Regions from separate parts of the Sus scrofa genome. Here region 2 is linked to region 1. Evidence: chromatin contacts called from public HiChIP or PLAC-seq data. All regions are on one chromosome and are shown on one strand. Each heading gives the region's core, a stretch centred on a gene start, on an enhancer-like site or on the middle of the called end of the contact. The rest is flanking DNA. Distances are from core to core; before and after follow the strand shown. Region 1 holds the start of PPP2R2A (protein phosphatase 2 regulatory subunit Balpha). Region 2 overlaps PPP2R2A (protein phosphatase 2 regulatory subunit Balpha).

Evidence for each region. HiChIP or PLAC-seq counts read pairs in DNA pulled down with a chosen protein or histone mark.
Region 2: a contact with region 1 is called in an H3K27ac HiChIP or PLAC-seq map of alveolar macrophages. The contact joins the enhancer-like site here to the promoter of PPP2R2A in region 1. A contact is called at or near these places in 1 of 5 promoter capture datasets (liver), 12 of 47 Hi-C or Micro-C datasets (brain, embryonic fibroblasts, fetal heart ventricle and 5 more) and 2 of 2 datasets of contacts at active chromatin or transcription factors (alveolar macrophages and skeletal muscle).

What each region holds. Positions count from the first base shown.
Region 1 is chr14:10,191,455-10,196,784 of Sscrofa11.1, reverse strand. It overlaps PPP2R2A (protein phosphatase 2 regulatory subunit Balpha), which reads right to left and starts at 1,397. Exons shown (of 10, transcript NM_001164020.1): 1 at 1,096-1,397. The coding sequence starts at 1,102.
Region 2 is chr14:10,231,884-10,237,600 of Sscrofa11.1, reverse strand. The region is part of intron 2 of PPP2R2A (protein phosphatase 2 regulatory subunit Balpha); the gene reads right to left. Among named protein-coding and RNA genes, the nearest start is that of PPP2R2A, 39 kb to the right of the region's middle. Within about 2 kb of position 2,685, at least 31 of the 83 cell types and tissues checked have an H3K27ac peak or open chromatin away from gene starts, as enhancers often do. A contact at or near this core is called in alveolar macrophages, liver, retroperitoneal adipose tissue and 1 more, where this site is marked.

The sequences.
Region 1 (5,330 bases), core at 148-2,647:
CAACTTGTTTATAGCAAACCATAAAGTCAATCCAACATTAAACTTTTTAAAAGAGGTTTATTTATCTATCTAAACACTGACAAAAGCACAGAAAACTGGTTCAGTCCTTGAATGTTTCTATTTCCCTTCCAAGCACAGAGGGGGAAATTCCTGGATCTATGAAGAAAGAAACTGAATAAATCTAGAATTGATTCTACTAGATGAAAGAAGACAGCTACACCAAAATGTGCAAAAATAATCCTCAAAGCAATTACCTTTTTCTCTTCCTTCACCTCCATTCCTTGCTAAATATTCCAATCTGGTTTTCTCTCTGCATCCTTTCCCCCCCAAGCTTTTACCTAATTCTCTCTTCCCCTTGGCTATTTATATCTCTGAACTCCACAACTATTTTAAATAACTCCAAGAAACCCTTTTGGGAAAAGGACATCTGCACAAAAGCTAACGTGCAAAACAAAGTTTAAATTACATTTTTCATGGAACTTGCTTTATTAAAAGCCTTGCAGTCTTTGGATGTAAAGGTAAAAGAAACGAAAGGGAGATGGTTCCAGACAAAAAATTCAGGCTTACAGTCTCAAAAATCTACGTACTCACAGTGGAAAGAAATACACATATGTCCCCATTGTATTTTAACTTGTAAAGCACTCTTCCTTTTCAGTGCAAAATATATTTATTTGTAGAAACACCCAAGAAGGCTTGCAGCCAGGGGAAAAATAAGAATTAAAGGAAGGAAGAGCGGCAAAAAGCCCCCCCGCCTGGGGGGGGCGGAGGTTACACCGGGCTCCCGAGCAGCAGGGACAAATCGGCACTCGCCCCCACCCCGCCCCACCCACGCCTTACCCCTCGGATCGCCGGCACACACCCCACCCCCACCCATGCCCAGGCTCCAACCCTCATTTTAAAAGCCATTTCGATACCACAGCGACCACTCGCCTTCCCACAGCCCTCCCCACCCCCACCCCACCCCACTTGACCAATACCCTGAAATCCGAGGGGCGCCCCGTGGCTCTGCGAGAAGCACAGGCGGTCGCTAGGGGTGATGGAGGGAGGAGGAAGGAAGCGGTGCCTTGTCAGTGGAGAGGGTGATTTCTCCTTTACCTGCCATGTTGCGCTGCAAATGGTGACCCTGCTGGGTTCCTTGGGGTCTCCGCTTCCTGAACTCACCCCCCTCACCTGGGGATGGGGGGTAGAGAGGGCGGATGGCGGCGGATGGCACCTGTGGGGGAGGGGGCGGGGGTCGGGGGAGAAGGAAGGAGGGGCGGGCAGACCAGCCGGCAGGATGGTGGATTTCACTCTGGGGCTTCCCCACTCTTGCTCTTTCTCCAGCAGCGGCGGCGGCAGCTACGACAGCGACGGCGGCGGCAGCGGCAGGGCAGGCGACTCCACTTTCAAAATGGCGCCGGCTGGCCTGGCCAGTGACGTCACCAGGAGGGCGGAGCCGCCGGGCTGGGCCGGAGGGGCGGGGCGGGGTGAGGGCTGGGGCCGAGAGCAGAGGGGGAGGGGCAGGGAGCGGCCCGGCGGGCTCCTGGCCACGCCCCTTCCCGCTCCACCCCGCCCTCTGCGTCCCGGCGGCCCTGGCCCGCGCGAAGCTAGGCCTGATGGCAGTATCCCCGGTGCCCGCCCTGCCGGTTCCAGTCCGAGGTCCTGCCGCACATCGATGCCCACACCCACGCTCCAGAGCCTAAACTCTGGGGCCCGCGCAGTGGTGCGATTAATGTGCTCGCCCGTAGGGATCGATGGGGTCCTGTGTCTGCTTAGAGAATACCAGTATTGCTACTTAAAATAATAACACTGTCGGTCAGCCCCGAGGCCAATAAAATAAAGGACGGTGGTGCAGACTTGCTGCTCAGCCAAGGTGAAAGTTCGAGGATCTGAGAAGGACGTAACTGGGCTGGTGCCATCTGAGTGAATTAAATTATCTTCTCTTAGGCCCCGGGAACTGAGGCCAGAGCCCTTGGCAACTGAAGGCAGTTAAGAGTGGTTTCAAAAAAGGAAACTGAGTTTGCTAGCAGCAGAATATGCCGGAAAAAGTGGCCCAGGTCTGTCCAGCCTGGCCCAGATCTGTCCAGCCAAAAGTATAGAAACAGTAGTTAAGAGCTGGGCTCTGAAGCCAGGATGGCAAATGCTGACTCCACGCAGGAGATGAAGGGAACAATCCTACTACCTTTTAGGATTGTTTCAAGGATTAAATGACTTACTTCGATGTTAGCTGCAGTTATTGTTATTTGTTTTGAAAGCATCTTCAGTGGAATTAAAAGGAATTAACAGGAAAAAATTGGAGTTCTCCTGGGGCTCAGTGGTTTAAGGATACCACATTGTCAATGCAGTGGCTGGATTCGCGGCTGTGGCTGAAGTTTCAATCCTCCACCCAGGAATTTCCACATGCCTTAGACAGGTCAAAAAAGCAGGGGGTAGGGAAGTGGGGGGGATGTATAAGGGGGAAAAAAAATATCATCATCCAAGAGGTGATGTGTACCTTCCTTCAAAGATGCACTAACTGGAATTCCCCGTCGCGGCTCAGAGGAAACCAATCTGACTAGAACCCATGAGGATACACTGGTTCCACCCCTGGCCTCACTCAGTGGGTTAAGGATCCTGCAGTGAGCTGTGGTGTATGCTGCTTGCGCAGCTCGGTTCTGGCATTGCTGTGGCTATAGTGTAGGTCGGCAGCTGTAGCTCCGATTAGACCCCTAGCCTGGAAACCTCCGTATGCCGCGGGTGTGGCCCTAAAAAAGACAAAAAACCAAAACGAAACAAAATAAAGGTGCACTAACAATGTAGTCACTAAATATTATACTTTAAATATCAATATCTCCACAATATTTCCAGGAGATAACCACATCTCCCCTAAGCGGAAAAACACCTATAAAAACATCCAGGATTTGACCCTAAGGCAGAAAGGAGTGATAAGGCATTCAGAAACCAAGGAGAACTTTTACCATCATTCACATCCCTTCTCTATTATCTCCACTTTTCTGCACTTTCTACCTTATTCTTGATCTGCAGAGCTGTTCCATTGTAAAACAAATTTCAAAATTCCTCCACATGGAACAGCTGCACCATTGTATTAATATTCCTCCATTTCTACATTTAATACTTTTTACTTAACTAATAAACAAACCAAAACTAAAAATCCACCCTGTATCTTCTGTCATCTTTTAGCTACCTGTGCAAACAGATACAAAACTTTTAACACACTGTGTGCTGTACCGACTTCTATTTTGGTTGATTTCATAAATTTTTTTTTTTTTTTTTTTGCTTTTGCTTTTTTTCCGCTTTTTAGGGCCACACTCCAGGCATATGGAGTTTCCCAGGCTAGGGGTCAAATCAGAGCTACAGCTGCAGGCCTACACCACAGCCACAGTAATGGAGGATCCGAGCTGTGTCTCTGACCTACATAAGAACTCACCACAATGCTGGATCCTTAACTCACTGAGCAAGGCCAGGGATCAAACCCGCAACCTCATGGTTCCTAGTAGGATTCGTTTCTGCTGTGCCACGATGGGAACTCCCATAAATGTATTTCTTTGGATACACCTTTACTCTTCGTTTTCCTTTTTATTTTCTCTGTCCTTTTTTGATAGGTCAATCCTAGACTCTTTAGAAAACCTTAATCAGAACTCAGGAGAGCGTAGATTATTAAACTAAAGGTCTGGCACCCCCTATATACGAGTTATTTTTCTTTTTTATGCTTCAATTTTTGCTATGTGTAAGATTTGTATCTTCGCACTTCCTGAAAATGATTTGGTCTACATAAATGATTTGTTCTCCTTCAATGCCAATAGAGCTTGCCTAGAAACTGGGATAATTTTAACAAAAATTCATATAGCTGGACTGTATGCTGGGATGATGTGCTAGTTGCTGTCTCAAGAACATTACATAGAATCCTGAAAACACTACAAGTCAATAGAAGCTGAGATGGGCCTAGTAGTCAAGGATCGGTGCTCCCTGGAATGACCTGACACTTTTTGTCCCTGGGCAGTCATTTCAGTGGACCATGAGCTGCCTCCCTTTCCTCTAAATCGTACTTAGGAAGAGAGGCCAGAAGACCCATTAGCCCAAAGACAAGCGTTGCTCTTGTTCCTCTCCCTTTCCTTATCTTACATTTTATTTTCCATCTTCTCCTCTTCACAGAAAGAGTTTCTGTCAAGGTCATGTGATGATCTCCAGGTTACCAAATCCAGTGGTCTTTGGTTTTCTCTTCCTCATCTTCCCAAAAGCACTTGAAACGGTTGATCCATCCATGCTAATGGAGACCCTTTGTTTTTTCTTTTTACTTTTTGTCTTTTTAGGGCCACCCCCTCGGCGTATGGATGTTCCCAGGCTAGAGGTCAAGTCCGAGCTGTAACCGCTGGCCTACAGCACAGCCACAGCAACACCGGATCCAAGCCGCATCTGCAACCTACACCACAGCTCACCGCAATGCTGGATCCTTAACCCATTGAGTGAGGCCAGGGATCGAACCTGTGTCCCCAAGGATACTAGTCAGATTCGTTTCTGCTGAGCCACAACAGAAACTCTTTCCCCCCCTTTTTTTTCTTGATACATTATTGGTTCCCTCAAACTTTCTAGCCACCTCTTTTGAGTTTGCTTTGACGGTTCTTCTTCCAAAACCACCCTTAAATGTTAGAGCAACCTATCTCTCTGGGTCCTCTTTTCTAACTGCATACACCCCCAGGCAAACTCATTTATAATTTACAGATATTTACAGATGTAAATATCATGTACTTACCAGACCTCCAGCTCTGTCTTGGACCTGGAACTGCAGGCACACACCTCTCCTTGCCTGTGTGACATTTCTGCAGATGTCCAATAAGCATTTCAAACAAGTATGGCGAGAACGTAAGTCTTGATTTCATGTACCCTCCATGCCTACATAGATGCAGCCTCTTTCCCTTGAACCTCACCATCCACTCACTCCACCCCCACCCCAACATTCCCATATGCTCATCCCTCTTTCCCACCTCTGCCAACAAAACCCTTTCTGGTTCTTCAAAAAGGCACCTCAGATGTAACTATCTCCAGGAAGTTTTCTCTGATCCCTTCCCCATTTCCTACACATCTGAATCTGGGTCAGGTACCCTTCCGAAATAGTCTCATGAAATCTAATGCACTTCATGCTCTTACTAGATCATGTTAGAATTATTTAAATATGTGTCTGTCAGTAGACTGAGCCCTGTGAGGGTAGGAAGTGTGTCTTATTCACCTCCATATCATCAACTGCATAATTTGTTGGATTAATGGATGAATGAATAAATCTCTCTGGCTTGGGAAGAAAACCACTGATGTGTTGGCTCCTTAAAGCTCGCCATAATCATAAATGTTTTCAGAGT
Region 2 (5,717 bases), core at 1,436-3,935, 40 kb before region 1:
ACACCTGACTTTAATTAAGGATAAGAGCAAGCGTTCTAACATATGTATCACTGCAGTACCAGGGGAAAAAAAGGTGGGCAACATGTGAAAAAATGACCAGTATGTAAATGCTCAAGCATGATGACGATACATGCAAAATAACCAAAACAAAGGATAATGCAAACTTACAAAGGTATATAGTAGTGGCAACTCATGTAGTGGCAACTCAATAACCATCTTTAGTCTTGTATTACTGATGACTGCAAAATCATGAGGAATTTTTTAATAAAATTCCAACATTTCTAAGCATAATCTTCCCCTGACTTACAAAGTAAACTTCGGTATATACATTAAACACATGCAAAAAATACTTAACAGAGTTGGGTTATTAAGTCTATAAGAAAATAAAGTGTTTTTTTCCCAACACCATGAACATTTGGCAGAACATTCTGAATTATGCGACTATGGGACCATTTTTTTCTTGTTTTACACTGTCCTACAAACAACCAAGTAGCTAGCATGCTTGGCCCTTGCCTAGAAAATGCCAATAATGCCTCTAGTCATTGGTAAAATCAGGTAAAAAAGAATTCAATACAACAAGAGTTTATAATAGGTATATATTTGATTAAAGGTATGGTAAAGATATAATAGGTATATATTTGATTAAAGGTATGGTAAAGATATAATAGGTATATATTTGATTAAAGGTGTGGTAAAGATTTAACAGCCATAAATCCTGATGGTCAAAGGATTTTTAATTAACACTTTATATATTTCAAGGTTATTAGGAATGAAAGAAGTATAGTAATCACAGAAGCTGGAAATATCCCTTTCCATGCCTGATAGATTTGAAAAAAAAAAAAGGCGAGGTGGGTAGCAGGAAGGGAGACAGAACCTTTAAACTGTAATTGATACATACACACGCACAGAAGTTTATACCAATATAAAAATATATATTTCTTCCAAACAGCTACACAATTAAAAAAATATTCGTACGTTTAGCCACAGAGAGCCCCTGAAGAATTCTAATTATGAAGACCACATTCTCTAATCACAAAATTAGCTAAAGATTAACAATCACCAGTTCTAATCAACCACTTTGTAATCTTAAAACTCTAAGGGCAAAGATAAAAACCACTACTGCAATTAAAAGATTTATAGGAACCTAAGTATATAAATATTTACGATAACAAAAATTATTATTTTTTAAAAAGACACAATGACCTTTCTATACTATAAAACTAATAAACCTGTAAAAACTGATTGAATAAAAAAAAAGAAAAGAAAAAAGAAAGAAATCCCACAAGAGATAACCACAGGTAATAACAGCCTTTTAGCAAACTCATGCAAAACATGTATTGGATGTCTTTATATACACCATAATACCTACAAGAACAATTTCAGTAATGGGATTATAGCTAAAATTAATTTTATTTTTTAATCTCACAAATTACTTTGTAAAAAAAAAAATCATCATCACTCTTAGTCCTACTTCTGAGAGAATTCTAGTATAGAATATACTAGATATAGGATATATAATATCCTTCCAAAGTTTGCCCACATGTACTTCCCATGCTTAGTACAAAAAACATCTATTTGTATTGAGAAAAAAATGGTATCTACATTATGTTGCTGATTTTTTTTAAAAAAAAGTTACAAATCATGTTTAGTCCTATTTGTATAACAATTAAAACAATCAGAGCATTATGGAATTTGTGACCAGCTTAGACAGGGAGACCTGATAACAGATACATGACAGCATTAGCATTACAGTAGCAGAAACTGACAAAGGTTTAAAAAAAATAATGAGGTAGCACCACACAACCAATCAAATACCTAAACTTTTATTTAAAAAAACTGATAAAAAAAATAAAAAAACTGATAACAGGAATTCCTGTTATGGCTCAGCAGTAACAAACCTGATTAGTATCCATGAGGATGAGGGATTGTTCAATCCCTGGCTGGGCTCAGTGGGTTAAGGTTCTGGCCCAGGTTGCAGATGTGGCTCAGATCCAGTGCTGCTGCAGCTCTGATTCAACCCCTAGCTCAGGAACTTCCGTATGCCTCCAGTGCAGCCGTAAAAAAGAATAAAAGAAGAAAAAAAACCTCTGGAATGTAATAGCACAGAGATTAATTCTCATTTTGATATGGTTTGTTTCAACTAAGCTTAGAGCTCTCATCAAGAAACATGTTTATCTTGTTTGGACACATGACCAATTTCCAGTCTTCTCTTCTATTCATTGGATGTAACCTATATGGCCCAACAGTGAACTTAATGATTGGCTCCACATAGCTAATTAGAATATAAATCACCCAAATTTCTTCACAAAGGTATAAGAAAATACTGGATAATGCAGTTACAAAATGCTAGTTTCTAAATAAAGGGTAGGCAAGCCTAAGTAAGGTATAGTTATTTCCCTACAGATCACTATGATGCTTATCACTGCCCACCTCTAGGGGGAGCTCAAAGTTCTTGTTACTTTTCCCCAAAGGTCAGGACACTCCTCCGACAGATTTGGTGTGTTCGAGACTTAGAACCTTTTTATTACAGCACCCTAAAGAGCAAGTTACATGTGTGCCAATCTTTTAGGCATTTCTTTTTTCCTCAAAAGTGAATAAGACTTGACCTGCTCACCTGCTCCTGGTGTGAGCAGGCTCCAATCGTTTCTTCCTCTTTCCCTTCCAGACTCCTCCCACTTCCTACTTGGCTTGACTAGGGCACATTACTGTAGTTGGAAAGGCTGGCTGCAGGGAGGGCGGCTGTGCTCACTCCTGCTGATGCAGTACTCTTAGTGCAGGCCAGTGCCACCTCCAATCCCCTCAGGTCAGGGCACGTGTAAGTACAAATGGGAAGGAGACTGCTCATGTCTGCTCAGTGGAGCCCCACTCAGGCAGCCCCTCCAAACACTGAGGGATCTTTATCTTAAGCATACTTATACCACATTCTTGGGGACACATGTGAAGGGAACTTGTGCAGGAAATAACCAGAAGTCAGACTGGTCATTTCCCTACTGTCAAATTGCCACTTCTGTCTGCATGACCCTGAGAAAGTAACTCAGCTCTGAGGGATAAACAAGCAATAAATGCAAAGAAATGAGTTTTGAATGAGGCACCCAGGAGGCACACTGGTAAACAGAAGATGTGGGCTGGAGTTTTGGGCTTTGTTGTACAAAGCAGAAATAAGCATTTAACTCTTATTTGTGTCTAGACTCTTCAGGTAAAAAATCAATCTAGCCTAGGTCAAAAACTTATCCAAATGATCCAGCTTAGCTCCCAGGAGCCTGAAGCTGAAGCCCAAACTAGGAACAAAGTATTGCAGCTGCCTTGCTTGCTGCTTCTTTACAGTTACACTTAAGAGGCCTCACACTGAAGCATGACTGGTTGAGGATAGGATCCTGTAATCCCGTCTCACTGATCAAAATATCACCTGGATTATACTATGATTTCCAAGAACAAAGTAAGTGCTAAGGGCCTTTATAACCTTTTCTCAACCCCTGACTCAGTGAAGGGGAATATGTCTTGAGATAAGCTCAACAAAGACCACTGGCTACTGATGCTCACACAGAACCTACATTGCAATGTTGCCATGAGAGTCAGGGTCCATAAGGTAATTTCCAGAGATGTGTTCTGGAACCAGTCTCCCTTCTTTTTAACTTGTTCCTGGATAATCTGATATCATGTTTGGATAAAATGGAATGGAACCATACCCTCCTGCAACAAAGAACAGAAAGATAAACAGTTGCTAATACATACAAGTGTTGCTAATACAAGTGTGATCTTAAAAAACAAGCCTTGGTGTATGTTACTTACATTAGAAAGAAGAGCTCTAAATTGATCACTCTAAATCTAGTTACCATCTTTGTTAGATGTTCACCAACTCTTAACTGAGTCATAATTAAGTCCACAATGCAAACCATCTCATTAAGTTGCCTTATCAAAACATAATACAAATAATTTCTTGTGGAGATTATACAAACAAAAGGAACTACATAAAGATTTTCCATCTATGCAAGCCTTATTAAAATATTTTTATAACCAGAATGCGTATCTGGCTATTAATACCTGCCTAAAATCTTTACAAATTAGGGTTATTATGGCCATGATTTTTTTTTTTTTTTTTTTTTTTGGCATTTCTTGGGCCGCTCCCACAGCATATGCTCATCTTTCCCTTTTCTATCCTTTCCTTTTCATTTCTGGTTGGTTAGTTTGCTCGAGCTGATAATCTCCTGACCTTGTTTTCAATTGTATTTACACTGCAATTCATTGTTTCCACTATACTTTTAAAACTGTAATCATGTTTTGCAAATAATTTCAAATTATTTTCATGGTTCCGTTTTCAAAGATGCAACTTCTTTCACGTATCTCACTACAAGAGAATTAAACATTAACGTTTTAGTCCACCTACTTGAACTAAAAGTTTATCTGACAACTGATCTTTTTTTTTTAACAAATCTTGCACATTTTTGCTGTTTTGCTCATTCCTTTGACAAATTCTTAAGAGTCTTTCCTTCAACAAATATTTTACTGAGTATCTAATATATGTCAGACATTCAAGGTCATGCCAGCATTTCCAGGTGCTAGGGATATAGGAGTTCATAGGACAGGCAAAAAAATAACCCTGCCCACATGAAACATACATTCTAGTGACTGGGGCATATTATAAACAAATGATTCACAAATATAAAGTGTATCAAGTAGTGCTAAGTACCACAGAAATACAGCAGTCAGAGAAAGCCTCTGAGGGGCTAACTTAGGTAGAAACTTAAATGAGCAGGGAATTAGTCATCCAAACTTGGAAAGCATTTCAACCAGAGGACCTAAGGGTAAAAACGAGTTTGCTAAACTTGATAAGACAAATGCAGAATAAGGTGGTAGAAAAGATGGAGCATTTAACAGAGGCCGAACCATACTGTCTTGTAAGCTACGTATGGTAGGACTGTGGAGTGATAAGCCACTGTAAAGTTTTTATGTTTTAGAGCACTTATCTGTTGAGTGAATATAGAAAAAAAAAAAAAAAAAAAAGGAGAAGAATGGTTCATAAGTTATTGAAGAGATTATGGCCTGAACTCAAGTGGTAGCCATAGAGAAATGGATGGATTCAGAACACATTCTGAAGACAGCACTGCAAACTTGGCTGAGGTATCAAAAGGTGATTCTGGGAGTTCCCGTCGTGGCTCAGTGGTTAATGAATCCAACTAGGAACCATGAGGTTTTGGGTTCAATCCCTGGCCTTGCTGAGTGGGTTAAGGATCTGCGGTTGCTGTGAGCTGTGGTGTAGGTTGCAGACACGGCTCAGATCCCAAGTTGCTGTGGCTCTGGCGTAGGCCAGTGGCTGTAGCTCCGATTCAACCCCTAGCCTGGGAACCTCCATATGCCAAGGTTTTACAACTATGTCCAATGGAAAAGTCAGTGTCATTTATTGGGGAGAGACACACCAGGAAAAAGCAGGTTTGGGTTAAAAAAGGAGCCCTAAAATCCATTTTCACACCTTTGGTATTGATTTCAACTAGACATGCAAGTAGAAATGTTATCCCAGCAGCTAAACAGATGTGACAAAGTAGGGAAGGAAGAGGGGATATAAATTAAGGATATCATCAGCTAATGGAGGCATTTAAAAACTAAACGTGATTTTCTACTGAGCAATTATATATAGTAGGTTTGGTCTAAGGTCTGAGCCATCAGGCTCTCCCACAATTAACTGAAGAGGAGGGATCAGCTAGGAAAGGAGACTACACAGG